Regions from separate parts of the Gossypium hirsutum genome. Here regions 1 and 2 are each linked to region 3. The links are chromatin contacts, called in public Hi-C maps. All regions are on one chromosome and are shown on one strand. The core of a region is the stretch at or near the end of the contact, and the rest is flanking DNA. Distances in the headings are between cores, read along the strand shown. Region 1 holds the start of LOC107955159 (transcription factor DIVARICATA). Region 2 holds the start of LOC107955169 (translation initiation factor IF-2). Region 3 holds the start of LOC107955164 (60S acidic ribosomal protein P0).

The links. Hi-C and Micro-C count contacts between places; a contact is called where the count stands out from the background.
Region 1: a Hi-C map of leaf shows a contact between it and region 3, with 1.8 times the contacts expected there. The contact joins the promoter of LOC107955159 here to the promoter of LOC107955164 in region 3. A contact is called at or near these places in 5 of 34 Hi-C or Micro-C datasets (callus, hypocotyl and leaf).
Region 2: a Hi-C map of leaf shows a contact between it and region 3, with 2.0 times the contacts expected there. The contact joins the promoter of LOC107955169 here to the promoter of LOC107955164 in region 3. A contact is called at or near these places in 3 of 34 Hi-C or Micro-C datasets (hypocotyl and leaf).

What each region holds. Positions count from the first base shown.
Region 1 is chrD04:12,803,391-12,808,308 of Gossypium_hirsutum_v2.1, forward strand. It overlaps LOC107955159 (transcription factor DIVARICATA), which reads left to right and starts at 2,844. Exons shown (of 2, transcript XM_016890888.2): 1 at 2,844-3,935; 2 at 4,076-4,619. The coding sequence starts at 3,538. The coding sequence ends at 4,514. It overlaps TRNAR-CCU (transfer RNA arginine (anticodon CCU)), which reads right to left and starts at 2,166; the gene lies at 2,094-2,166. It overlaps LOC121216348 (protein LAZ1), which reads right to left and starts at 998. Exons shown (of 6, transcript XR_005912520.1): 1 at 621-998; 2 at 273-456; 3 at 93-181.
Region 2 is chrD04:13,168,261-13,172,827 of Gossypium_hirsutum_v2.1, forward strand. LOC107955169 (translation initiation factor IF-2) reads right to left here and starts at 2,065. Exons shown (of 5, transcript XM_016890896.2): 1 at 1,545-2,065; 2 at 1,338-1,461; 3 at 31-145. The coding sequence starts at 1,740.
Region 3 is chrD04:12,972,840-12,977,282 of Gossypium_hirsutum_v2.1, forward strand. LOC107955164 (60S acidic ribosomal protein P0) reads right to left here and starts at 1,618. Exons shown (of 5, transcript XM_016890892.2): 1 at 1,055-1,618; 2 at 875-943. The coding sequence starts at 1,312.

The DNA.
Region 1 (4,918 bases), core at 1,594-4,093, 170 kb before region 3:
TTTCTTCTAACCAGAAAAAAAGGTCTTTCTACTGATAAATCACACAAAATCCTCAATATCACCAGCAACATTCTACATTAAGATCATCTTACCCACATTCCCAGTTGAATTCTCCTTCACAATACATACCAAAAGCTTCAAGAATTACTGCTAAAAGAGCAGTCAATATCTTGATTATCATCTGTTAAGGAAGCATACAAATCTATTAAAAAAGGAAACCAACAACAAAAAAAAAATTGAAGGAAATATTCTTCAAGCTAAAGAGAACTTACATATTGACAATGCCGAACTTGACAACTTGGTATAACCATCGACTAAGTTTCCATGGTTTTAGGAAATATTTCATAGGAAATGGGTGCTTAATAGTTCCTTTTTCACAATTGTGTCCCAATAGTGGAGTTTTAGAATTTGCATGTCCCAGTCTTCTCATGAAAGCAATTGTCCTCTCTTCCCCACCTTAAAGTAGAAATTGAAGGAAATATTCCAAAAAGAAAATAAATTTTCTCAACATCAGCCACAACTATAAACAATATTAACGCCGAAAAATGAAGAGCATTAGAAAATAAAAGGGAGAAGAACAACGCAAAATGAAATAAACATAATTTAGGTTGAAGATTCACCTTCTCCCTCTAGTTGATCGAGAAGCACGATCCAGGAAGAAGGAAGAAACAAAAGACGGAAAGGGGAAGAATGGATCGAGAGGGAGAGGGGGTGGCTTTCGGCTTGGGAAAATGAAAATGATCACAGATAAAAAAAGAAGAAGCAGAAATCGATGGAAGGGAAAGGGAAATTACCTCTGGAAGGGAAACGTGGGAGAATCGGTGGACGTGACTTTGCTGGCAGCTTCTGTTGATGTTGGGAGGGAGAGGGTGGAGGTTTATTTTGGGTAGGGAGGGTAAAACAGAGACTGATTTGGGAAGACGGACGTAATAGGCTAATCGTCATTTTGGGAAGGGAATACAAAAGCAGAGAATTTGAGGAATAGGTCGGTAATGTAATAGACGCGTAATGGGTATTACTGCGAACTAAACTCCGTAATAAGTCAGTAATGTAATAGGCGCGTAATCGGGACGTAATGGTATTACAGAGAACCAAACACCCTGTAAAGATTTGTCCTACGTACAGACTATCTATGATTGAGTCTAAAGCAAGTGTAAACCATATCACCAACAAGATGGAGTTATTAGAAATAATTAAGTTGGTTAAAGAAAAATGGTGGTGGGAAGGAAAATATTGCTAACCAAAGGAAGCACCATTATTTAGAGAAAAACAAAAGTGAAAATGAGATAAATTAAAAGAAAAGGCAATGGCACCACCTTTCAAGAAATCAGTAAATCTCCTGGTTCCATAATATAAAAATAAAATATTGTGAATCACAAAAAGATGGATGTCCAAAATCAAAATAAAAAACCAATGACGGATAATTTAAAAGTTTTTGATGTAACTAATTAAATTAGCCTTTTCACTTTTTATCGATATATTGCACCCACAAATGACCCTTACAAGTCAAAATGGATGGTCAATCTTGCAATCAAATTCAAAAATTAAAAAAAAATATAAGTTGGAGGACTAATTCAAAACTTGTTTAATCCAAACTAATTAGATTAGCTTATTCAAATTTTAATTTAGTTGTTTATAAGACAAGAAAACCTTTCCCTTTTTTTTTGTTTTTTTCTTTATCTTTATAATTGATAGGGTAACCAAAAAAAAAAAAAGAAAAGAAAAGAAAAGGGAATTTGGATTGAGGTTTCGGAAAGAAAAAAGTTTTAGTTTTATGTCTTTAAGCTCCCTTTTTCACGTCATTTAATTTAATATTCTTTATGGGACATATAACAAAATTATTTTTGTTCAAATATCTCCTCTTCTAATTCTAACCATTCCACAGCATTGATATCTCCTTCCTTCTTTCAGCTCCAGGGTATGATATTATAATAGTACAAACAAATCGATAAAATTTTTAATAAAAATTATCAATTTACTTTTTAATTTAATCAATACAGATTAATTCATTAATTATTTAAATAAATAAAAAATTCTAATTTTACGACAAATGAATTTCACCATATAAATATAACAAAATGAAAAAGGGAACGCGCGCCAGATAGGGGTCGAACCTATGACCTTCTGCTTAGGAAACAGACGCTCTATCCACTGAGCTACAGGCGCTTCATTGAAAGACGAGGTTATTAAAACCATTTTACCTTGAAAGTACAAAGAGTAAGATCTATTGTTTTGGTAACTCGAATAAGATATTTTTAACTTTTAAGAAAACAAAAAAGAGTTTGTTTTTAACTTTATTACAAAAGTTGTCAGTTTATGTTCATTTTGATATGATGGCGTCATGGACTAATTCTTCTTCTATTCTTTTAAAATTCTACAAAATGACAAAATTGGTGATGGTTATATAGCATATCTATTCTTTTTAAATACCATACACAAATTATATAAAATATAACATGTTTATTGATATACATAAATGGGTAAAGTTGATATCTATATATATTTAAGAAATAATTAAAATTTTGAAAAGAAAATAAAAATACGCATACTACTAAATGCGCTTTCTTAATTTACCCAAACATAAATCACTAAATTACTCCCCTTTTATTTATTTCCTTTTTTATCTTTTATATTTTTTGCCTTTCTCCTTTTCAAGATAATCATTACAACTTTTGGCTAACCAAGTGTTCCACTACACCAAACCTTAGAACCCAAAAGTAAATAAATAAATGAAATTAGAAGCAAAAAGTAAATTACCAATTTACCACAATCAACTCCCTTACATGAGAAGAGGAAAAATCTTCACTTTTTAACACTCTGTGTTCAATTTTTTCTTTTAACAGAAAAAAAAAACACTTTTTGAATTGAATTCAATCCAATCCTAACAAGCCACAGTTTTTAAGCTTCCTTTTCTCTCTCCAACTCTTGTCTCCTCAACGATCAGAATACCATATACCCCCATTTGTTTTTCCTCCCTGCCTTCTTCATTTTCTCTTCTACATTTTCCCTTCGATCATTTTCTTTTCTTTTTCCAGCAATCCAAACAAAGAAAGCCCATCCCCCCCCCACCCTCTCTACTATATCAGTTTTAGTATCCAAATAATCATCTTTTCATCTTTTTTTACTCAATTGGGTCTTTATTTTGTCCAACCATCTTTCATTATTTTGCCATTTATTAGCCTTTTTCCCCCCTCTACTTTATTGCTTTGTTTTTAGTATAAATTCTAAGCTCTAAGCATGGCTTGTTTACAAATCTCTATGGGTTTTAGCTTGTTTTCAAGTTATACATAAATAAAGAATGCAAAAAAAAAATTGTTCTTTTTTAAGATTCTCTTGATTCTAAAAAAAATGGTCTTTTTTTGATTCTTCAGTTTTTGCTGTTGAAAAGAAAGAAAAAAGAATTGATTCTTGATTCCCATGAAAATGATTCTCATTTCGATGCTCTCTTAAGCACTAAAAAAATCTTGCTTTTTAGTTTTTTCATTTTTATTTCATGTTAAAAGTTGCTGTCTTTTTTTATGTTGAGGTTTTTTGTCTATGGAAACTTTCTTTGCAACTTCTTTCATGTCGAATTCAGATTGGTTTGATCAAGAAGATATAAGCAGAAACCCATATTGGACTAAAGAAGAAAACAAAAGATTTGAGAGTGCTTTAGCAATATATGGTGAAGATGTTCCTGATAGATGGATGAAAGTAGCAGCAATGATTCCAGGAAAAACCGTTTCAGATGTGATTAAACAGTATAGAGAACTGGAAGAAGATGTTTTCGATATTGAATCTGGAAGAATCCCAATTCCGGGTTATCTTACTTCATCTTTCACATTTGAAATGGTTGATAATCATGATTTTGAACCTTACAGGAAAAGGTCTAATGGGGCTAAAGGGCCTGATCATGAGAGGAAGAAAGGGGTTCCATGGACTGAGGAAGAACACAGGTAAAATTTTCCCTCTGTTTCTTCTTGTTTCATGATAATTTTCTCTTTGTGTGTTTGTTCAGTGCGGATATCTTTCACCAGTACACTGCATTGGCAATCTTGACATAAATTCATATATATATGTTTGTATGTATGTATAGGCGGTTTTTGATGGGACTAATGAAGTATGGTAAAGGGGACTGGAGAAATATATCGAGGAATCTTGTGGTTTCGAAGACTCCAACACAGGTTGCTAGCCATGCTCAAAAATACTTTCAGAGGCAGCTTTCAGGAGGGAAAGATAAGAAGAGACCAAGCATTCATGATATTACTACACTCAGTATCACCACCCCCAACACTGGTTTTTCAGACAATCAATCCGATCATGTTCTTGCATTGCACCAAAAACTGTCCTCCACCCTTCAAAAAGCAGACCATAACAATGATGCTTCAGCTATGGCTTTGAATTCAAGTCAAGAGGGCTGGTTTACATCATCCCAGCAGTATCTCACTGCTTCTAATGGCCTCAGATTTGAGGGCCAAAATCTTTATGGCAATGGATTTCATGGAGCTCAGCCTCCCCAAAGCTCTGTGTTTTAAAGTCTTTTAACTTAGGATATTAAATGTATGCATATGGAAGACAGTTGTTTTCTATTGTATTCCATGTTTCAATTTCAATTCTAATAATGATAAGAAGGCGTTTTTCAAACACGAATATCGATTGAGGAATCCTTCGAATACATAGAATAAACTTGGAAAATACTCATATCCGATATTCACTATCACAAGCTTAGAACATGGGTGCCATGTCAGAGGGTGATGTGGCCAAATTGGGTGACTCAATAGGCACTGTCCCTTGGGAAAATCCTCAGAATCTGATTGCTCAGTTTGTCTTTAGAGGATCCATTGCGGCCATTGTTTCAGCTTAATGGATACAATATGGGCAAGTTGACCAAAACTTGATTGCCATCATTATTTAGTCGAAGCTGAGTACGCATTCCACT
Region 2 (4,567 bases), core at 815-3,314, 200 kb after region 3:
ATATCATAGCATTAAGAAAATTTTTCATACTCTAGATTTCAGGGCAGTTGGACGAGCCTTAGGAGTACCAATCTGACTCATTACAGTCTTCTGTGACTCCATCTCCAAGGAAGGAAAAAGAGGAGTACCAGGAGGTGTTAAAAGCCTGACATGGAAGAGATTTCCTGTTAATTCTGTCATATTAAAAGAAAATAATTTAACTTAGTTACATTCACGTAGGAAAAAGAAAGGATTAGTGCAAAGCTGAAGCAAGCGAAAGACCTTAACACATCTTTCAGCCCCAATTAGAGAAGAAGTTCCGAATTCAGTCCTTGTCTTGGGACCCTTTCTCTATTTATATCAAAGCATTGGAACCTAATTACAAGCATAATCTACAAATTTGTCATCTAAACATTTTCTCTTGAGTTTGAACATTCGGCTTGTTTGAAAATCTGGAACTTAAATATTTTAAGGCAACTAACCTAGATTTGCCCACAAAGTGGCAGCTAAATCTACAAAATTTCAAAGTTCTAACTTCTTTTAGAGAAGGCAACATATAAAAGGAACTTAATAGGATTCGCAAAACATGACATCTTAATCTGATCAGACTGGACCAGAAAAGAACATAGAACCATGAGAAACAAATGGAATCAAGTTTCTAAAAATGAAAAATAATTCAACTCAACTAAAAAGTAGGAAACTGAAGTTTGAATCCCCAAAACAAAGACTGCAATCGATTCATCAAAAGAAACCATAACAAATCATCACTAATATTATATTTCAAAATGGCCAACTGAAGTTTAGAAAAAATAAATGCTCTAGTTGCCACTAGCGACCCCAGGGCACATTTTAAAAGTGCCCATCACAACCATCAAATTATTAACTTAATCAATTAAACATGCCACCAATAATTATAACCCTTCTTACTTGTTTTTTTCCTTTTTCTTCCTATTGCCTTAAAAATACATTGGACAAGATTAAGTAAATTATACGAAAACCTACCAATAACTGATAACAAAACTAAGCTAAGCATGAATATGATTTATAAAATCAAGGCTCTGTTTGGTTGTTGCCAATGCTTCTGCCTTTTGGTAATTTATTCTTTATACTTCTTATTTCCTAAAAGCTAAAATAAATCAATATCAATATTAAAATTAAAGATAAAGAAATATCTAAACTGAAAGCTAATTCCAATATAATTGCTCCGCATCTAAAAAATAGTAAAGATTTTACAATTTTAATCCTTCAGAATTTTTATTCACTTCTAGATCGAAAGGCGCCTTTTTGCAGTTTGGTTTCAGCCAAACAATACCTTAAATTAAATTAAATTAAATTAAAAGAATAAACAAACAAGTTACCAGTCATAATCATTTTTATCACCATCAGAATTAAGAAAATCATCGGCAGCGGCAGCCGCTTTTCTCGGCGGAGTCGCTGTTGATGCTGAAAGATTAAATATCGATGAAGTTCCAGGTTTAGATCCTACAGTTTCAAGAAATTACCAAAAATTAAAATTAAAAAGAAAAAGAGCCCTAGAAAAGTTGAAGAAATTTTAGAAACTTCACCTAATGGAGCGTCGAAGTCCTCATAGGAGTGATTAAGAAGAAGATCACTCTGTTCTTTCTCACGTTTTCGCATCTCGAGAAACAATGCAAGCTCTTCTTCTTTCTCTTTCATCATCGAAGCTCTTAATTGTTGCCGTTGTTTCAACACCGCCGCTTGCATTGCCGTTTCTTGCTGAGCCCTAAAGCTCCGATTCATCTTTCACCTCCTCAGATTTTACTCCTCGCGGATCAAAATAAGCCTTATCTTGTGCTTCTTCTTTCTCAGCTCTAAACGCAGCGCGTCCAAAAAGTGTTAGGTGAAGCTTGGGAGCTGGAAATGGCGAAACGACAATGGCGGAGAGTGGTGAGGAGTGTAAATAAGAGGAAGGAGGGAAGGGTGAAATAGGAAGAGCAAAAGAAATCTTAAATGACGGAACAACTGTAATCTTCAGCTCTCCTCCTTCTCTTTCTCTCACTTAAAGCCTACGTTTTTTGAGATTTTTGCTTTTAGGTGGATGGAATAATCACAATAATGCCCTCTGTTTTTAATTATATTTTCCTTTAATTTATTTTTTGTATTTATGTCCGTATTGTTTTATTCACCATCTTCGTTCTTATCTTATGCCCATGTTGATAGATTTCCTTGGGCCTCAGGCGATCCATTTTACCTACCAATACAGGATTAACGTAATTTTGATTCGGATTTTGTTGCCATTTTTTATTTTTAAGTTAAAAAGTCACAATCGAAAAAACAAAAAAAATGAAATGAAAGCTACTTGATTCTTTCAGTTTGCTAGCCCTTAAGACTTGTTTAAATAGTTGAGTGAAATAATGAGGAAGCGATTCATCTATTCTGGTTCACGTGCCATTGGAGCCACTTGTAGCTTAGTTTTGAAGTTGTTTTGATTTGGTTGGAAACCATTCTCACCGTCGATTTTTGGAGGTTGAATCTATACACTAAATCTTGCGATTCCAATTTTGGGAATAAAAAGAATACATATATATTTTCAAAATTAAACCATAGCTCGTTTCAACTTTAGCTGAATGTTAAAGCAACATCACTAGCAATGTTTGTGTTGTTTATGTTTGGTCTATCGGTCTAGTTAATTGTTTTCTGTTGGTTTATTAATTGAGCCTTTAATCAATGTTTAATTTAATCAGTTGTTCTTGTTTTCTAGCATAATGGTTTGTCATGGGATATCTCTAGTTTTAAGGATAGTAGCTTGTCATGGGATACGTCTCTAGTTTTAAGGTTAATGGTTTGTCATAGGATGTAAGCCTATATAAGGCATTTAGTTGGTTTCAGAAATTATCGATCAGTTTAGTTCAACTTCCTTTATTTTTATTGTTTTCTTATGTTATTTGTTGCGTGTTCTACATCCTGGTATCCAAGCTAGGTTTCTGTATCGTTTGATGTGTTTCCTCTTGGTAAAATGAGTGACCTTCATGTCATAGGTGGAGTTAAGAAACTCAATAATCAAAACTACAAATCTTGGTCAACATGTATGACGTTATACTTGCAAGGCCAAAACCTGTAGGAGGTGGTGAATGGAAGCGAAATCACGTAACTAGTGGCAGAGCCTACAAGTGATATGATGCGGAAGTGGAAGATTAAAGTGGGCAAATCAATGTGCGTTTTGAAGATGACAATTGAAAAAGACATGCTAAAGCACATCCGGGATGCCAAAACTCCTAAAGAAACGTGGGATACATTGGCAAGTTTGTTCCCCAATAGAAATGGCACGAAGCTTCAACTTCTTGAGAGCTAATTTTTGTTGATGGCGTAACATAACATGACAATCTTGCAGTATTTTCACAAGGTAAAGTCGTTATGCCAAGATGGTTCGCGACGAAATGTGTAAGTGTACACAATCGTTTTCAAGTAATAAGTAAGTATTAGATTTATTGTCTCCACAAGGACTGCATTTAAATCAATAATTGTAAAATTACTATTCATAAATTGGTTAAGGAAAACACAATAATTTTGAGTGATAGGTGTCAAATTAAGTTAATTAACTAAATGCAAGTTAACCTAAATGCAAATGAAATGAAATGCAAGGTGATGGTTTAGTAGTAAACATGAATAGGCTAGAATAATTACAACGTTTGACTTAATTCATTTTTCATCATGCTTAACAATGTTCCGAAAAAATTGGCAACTCGATCGTTTATTAACTTGGAATCTAATATAAGTTCTTTCAAAATCTTATACTTAAAAAAAACATGTATATTTTTATGTTTACATTTAACTAAGGATTCCTTAGAACTTATGTGAAGTAACAGGGACGGATCAGGTTTGAAATAATTTAATAACCTAAAGTTATGCAAGGTAATAGAGCTCTTTCGAGTTATTACGAACTTTTAATTTAATCAGATTAGGATCTAAATTAAGCAAGCACCTTCCAATTATCGTGTCCATTAATTGCCATCTGGTCAGGATTGATCAACTAATTCAAATGCATTCAAACATGTTCTAATGCATGAAATACATAAATGATTTTAATTGGAAGCATGAGCAACTGAGGCATATAACATCATAAACATGAATCAAATGAACTTCATCAAATTAATGCAATCATTCTAGCTAAAACAAAATTAAGCCATCGTTGTCAATGGAAAACCATCAAAACAATTTGTGAACATGTTGAATAACTAAAAAAAAAATTAGAGAACGGGAAAGAAGAAACTCTTGATGATTTCGGTGGTTCTTCGAAGACCAATTGTGGTGGCTTACTCCAGTTCTCGTGATTGCTCATTTGTAAAATGCTCATCAAAGTGGCCGACCAATTGTGGTTTTCCTCAAGGGAAAATGTTAGCTAAAGGAAATGGGGAAATGGGAAGGCTTATGCGTGGAAAGGAGAAGAGAAATGTGATGAATAAAAAATGAGTGATGATTGAGAAGTGAAATGAACGTAGTATTTATAGTAGAGGAATAGCATGGGAGGTAGCTAAAAATAGCTTGGAAATCCCTTGAATTGCTTCCTTGCTTGGCCGACCATTAATTGTGGAGAGTGGGTTGATTTTATCTTGATTTTCTTGCTTGA
Region 3 (4,443 bases), core at 368-2,867:
CAAAACAAAATATGATGGTAAATCCAAGCACATCGAGAAAACAAGATATTTTAGCAAGAAACAACCATTACATCAAACGAAGTTGAACTTCATAGCACCAAGAAGAAATTCATAATACATTCAAATGAAAACTATTATAACTTACTAGGAAATGAACCAGCAGCAAACAATGAATCTTTCAACTTTTGAAGCCAGATCCAATAACACAATATTTTAGCAATAAACAACTACATTAAATTAACTTGAACTTTACAGAACCAAGAAAAAATTCATGATAGTCTGATTCAAAATACAACATATGAGTTTCAAATCTAGAACCAAAAGGACACACAATTGGACTCCACAAAGAGATTTCCGTCGAATGTATTGGTTAATTCAAGTATGGGGGTTCAAGTAAACTATTATAATATACTAGCAAATGAACCAGAAGCAAATGGTGTCCCCAACTTCTAAATCCAGAACCAAAAGAAAACCAGATAGAACTCCACAATCAGACTGGTATCAAATCCATTGCTTAATTTAAGAATATGGATTGCCGCAAACAATCACAATACGTTAGCAAGTGAGTTGAAAGCAAAGAATGAATCCCCAGAAGCATACATGCAACTTAACTTCTTACAATCGAGCCCAAAAGCTGAGAATGGAATTTCTCAGCTATCAAAAAGCTAAAATATTATTAAATCAATGTGAAAGATAAATACCTACTTTCAACAACATAATAATAACTTCAACAGAATATGAAATATCAAGTTCACATGTTCTTAATTCGATTTTCCATTTATTACATTGCAACATTGACAAAAAAAGAATGACAGAAACAATTCTAATATCAAATATTTCAATTTTAATTCATATGAAAGATATAATAACAAACCTTGTACTTGGCAACTTCCTCACTAACTTCCTTCAAATCACCCTTGGTAAAAATCAAACCAACATTTCCCTGATTAAAATAAACCCATAAAACAATCACTTCTTTGCTCTATACACAAAATAATAATGAGCCCAATATACCAAAAAAAATATATTAATAAATATTAGAAGTTTAAAGAACCTGAAGCAAGGGGATAAGGTTAAGGAAAGCCTGGTTTCCGGTTTTCTCAGCGTGCATACGGACCGACCGTTTCATCATTGTATTTTTACCCATGAGAACAACTGAGTCACCTCGAAGACCTTTGCGAATGTTCTGGAGCTGATTCGAACCCACATTGTCGGCTGCCGCAATTAAGATCTGGGTGTACTCGTCTAAGAGCTGACATAATTTAGCATCGTAGGCGATTTTCTTGTCGGCTTTGGAGGGCTTCACTGCCATTTTGGGATGGTAGTATTAGTAACAAAAGGCCAAGACGATGAGTTTATGCTCGGTTAAAATGGGGATTAGGGTTACAGTAGGGTTATATAGTAGGATGAGAAATGGGAAAGGGGAATTAGGGTTTTAGGGTTGTTCTTGACCAGACGGTCGAGATTGGGTTTGGGCTTCATATTCGACCGGTTTATCATGGTTTAGTGGACCTTAGAAATTGCCCTTTTTAAGACAAAACCTTGAAAATCAACGTTCAAATAGAAGACTGAGGTCATTATATCCGAAGACTTCTATACAATTAGCTTGCTTTTTCTTTCTCGCCCTTTGCATGTAATTATTTTGTAATTATATAAAGTTAATATATTTGGATAATTATTGCAATTTATAAGTTCGACTGAATTAGAAATTATACTTTTCAATTTTTAAGGGAATGCGAAAATTAGGATAATTACACTTAAATCTAATTATTGTATAACTTTTCAAATACTCGTACATGATTTAATTTCAAAAATTATTTTTATATAAGTTATAAAAAACTATATTATAATAATAAATAAGTAGGAGTGTTTGGTATGGGTATGGCCAAAAGTTTCTAAGGTTATATTATAAATCTTAAAAAAATATATTATAAAAAATAATTTATATGTATTTTTGAAAGTTATAACAAAAAAAATTATATTATAAAAATAATTTTAATGTTATAAAAGTGTTATAATCTACTTATTAATAAAAAAGTTAGAGTCATAAAGTATGGCATAACTTATTTACACGTCTAGGGGCAGATCCTCTAGAAGGCCTTGGCCCCACCAAAATTTAAAAAAAAAAGGTTTTTTTCCTTGAAATTTTAGAAAATTTTAATTAAGCTTCCTCAAATTTATGAAAATTCTTACTAATCTCACAAAATTTTCAATTAGACCCCCAATTGTTTAAAAAAAAGTCTCATTAAACTCTTAAATTTTTTGAAAATTTTACTAGGCCCCCAAAATTTAGTCAAAAAATCCACCATTGTACGTGTCCATGCTATATAGTATAAAAAATATTTTAAAAAAATGTTATAATTTTTTTCATTATTTATTTATAAAAAAATAACTTCCTAAAGTTATGACAAAAATTATATTATTTATAAGAGATGTTTGAAAGTTATTGGATACTTTATAAAACCTTTCTTTAAAAAGGTTATATATTATAAAATTTATATTATTTTAACTTAAGTACTTATTATAGAAAGGGCTATAGCCTAGCATAAGTCTCTTTTCAAATTGAGTTTATATAATTAAAACTATAGCTTATTTGCACTGGAACCCAAATATAATGTGGTAGATGCTACTTATGCAAATACAAAAATGTTTTCTTGCACCATATCATGAGGTACGATACCATTTGAGAGAATGGAGCCAAACATAAGTACTAGAGACAACTTGTGAAACTCTTTAATTTGAGACATTGAAAGCTTCCAAAATATGGTTAAGAAGACATTTGTTGTTCTAAAAAAGAGGTTTCCTATATTAACAACACCACCTTAGCATAACAATAAAAAAAAAAAAATTGGATCACATGTTATACTTTATAACTTCATTTATAGGCGGAATTGAGATGGTTCAAACTTTGAAGAGTACATGGAAGAAAAAAATCTTGATAATCTTAATGATGCAAATTCATATTTAGATGTAATAAGGACTATATGTTGAATGTTAAAGAGTGAATAACCCAACAAATATGGAATACTAGAGCAATTAGACCAAACTACATATGATATTTATTTTTATTGTTATTTTTATTAGTAATAACATTATCAACTATTTTCTTGGACTAACATATTACATATGATAATTCAATTTTAATTTTTGTTACTCATTTAGAATTTTTATTTATCATACTAATACGTTTTTAGTAATTAATATTTTGCAAAATAAATTATATAACTGTCTAATTACAATTTTTACTAGCAAACAAGTTAAGGGAATTACAATTTTTTGTAATCACAATAGAGTGTAATTATTAAGATAGTAATTATATTTTTATCCAATTACTCTTGTGGTAGTCAAATATACCATAAATGTATTTTTTGTTATATTAGAGAATTTATATCATTAAAATTCGTTTATAAATACATGTTGGACATGTGCATGTTTAATTTAACTTTTCTAGTTTGCTTTTGTTTATTTGGAAGCATTAAACTTGCTTATCTACATTCATATCAAGATATGTATCAAATGTAATATATTTTAAGAAAAATGAAGAATCGGAAAGAATATGAATTAAATTACCCCCATTTATGATGATTATTAAAATGGAAATATTACCAATAAATGTTGGGTGTAGTGATAAGACATATTGCACTCTTAGGATGTGCTTGGTTAGATAGACAAGTAGAGGGATAGAAGGAGAGAATAGAAAAATTGAAAGAAAATAAATGTTAAGTGTGCTCGGTAAGAAAGAAGGTGAGAGGAAAGAAAATAGAAAATACAATTTTTTTTTATCCTAATACATAAAAATCAATCTTTCTAAATTAGAATGATAAGAAGTGAAAAAAAAAAAGAGAGAAAAGTATATGTTAGTTCAAAATTATGCAATTTTCAAATGTTTTAATTCTTTCCTTTCATTGTTTTACTTTAGCTAGTAATAGATAGTAAGAAATTTACTTTTTCTTTCAATTTTTTCCAAGCACACTTATGAAAAGAAAAAAAAATCTTCATTTTTTCTACTCTTTCAATTTCCATCTTTTAAAATTTCTATTTACCTACTAAACATGAGAGAACACAATTCCAATTTTAAAAATAATATTATTGAAAAAAAATCATAAACCTTAAATCAGATCATTTTGAAAGCTTTTTAAAAGTTATTTGAATGATAGTAACGTAGTGAGTTAATTAAACAAAATGGAGAGGCTATGATAGCAATACAACCCTAAAGAATTGGTATGATAAGGCTATGACCTCCAGAAAATAATTGATACAAGCTTTAGTTCTATTTCTTTGAAATAAATAAGAATGGTTAGTGATAAATTTGTGATTAAATTATGTCTTTAAAGAATGACATGATTAAGGCCCCATTCCCTACAATTTCTGGACCAGTTTCAATTTAATTGTAATTTTATGTCAAAAACAACAAAGCTACCGATTAAAAGAAGCCTTTGTGGG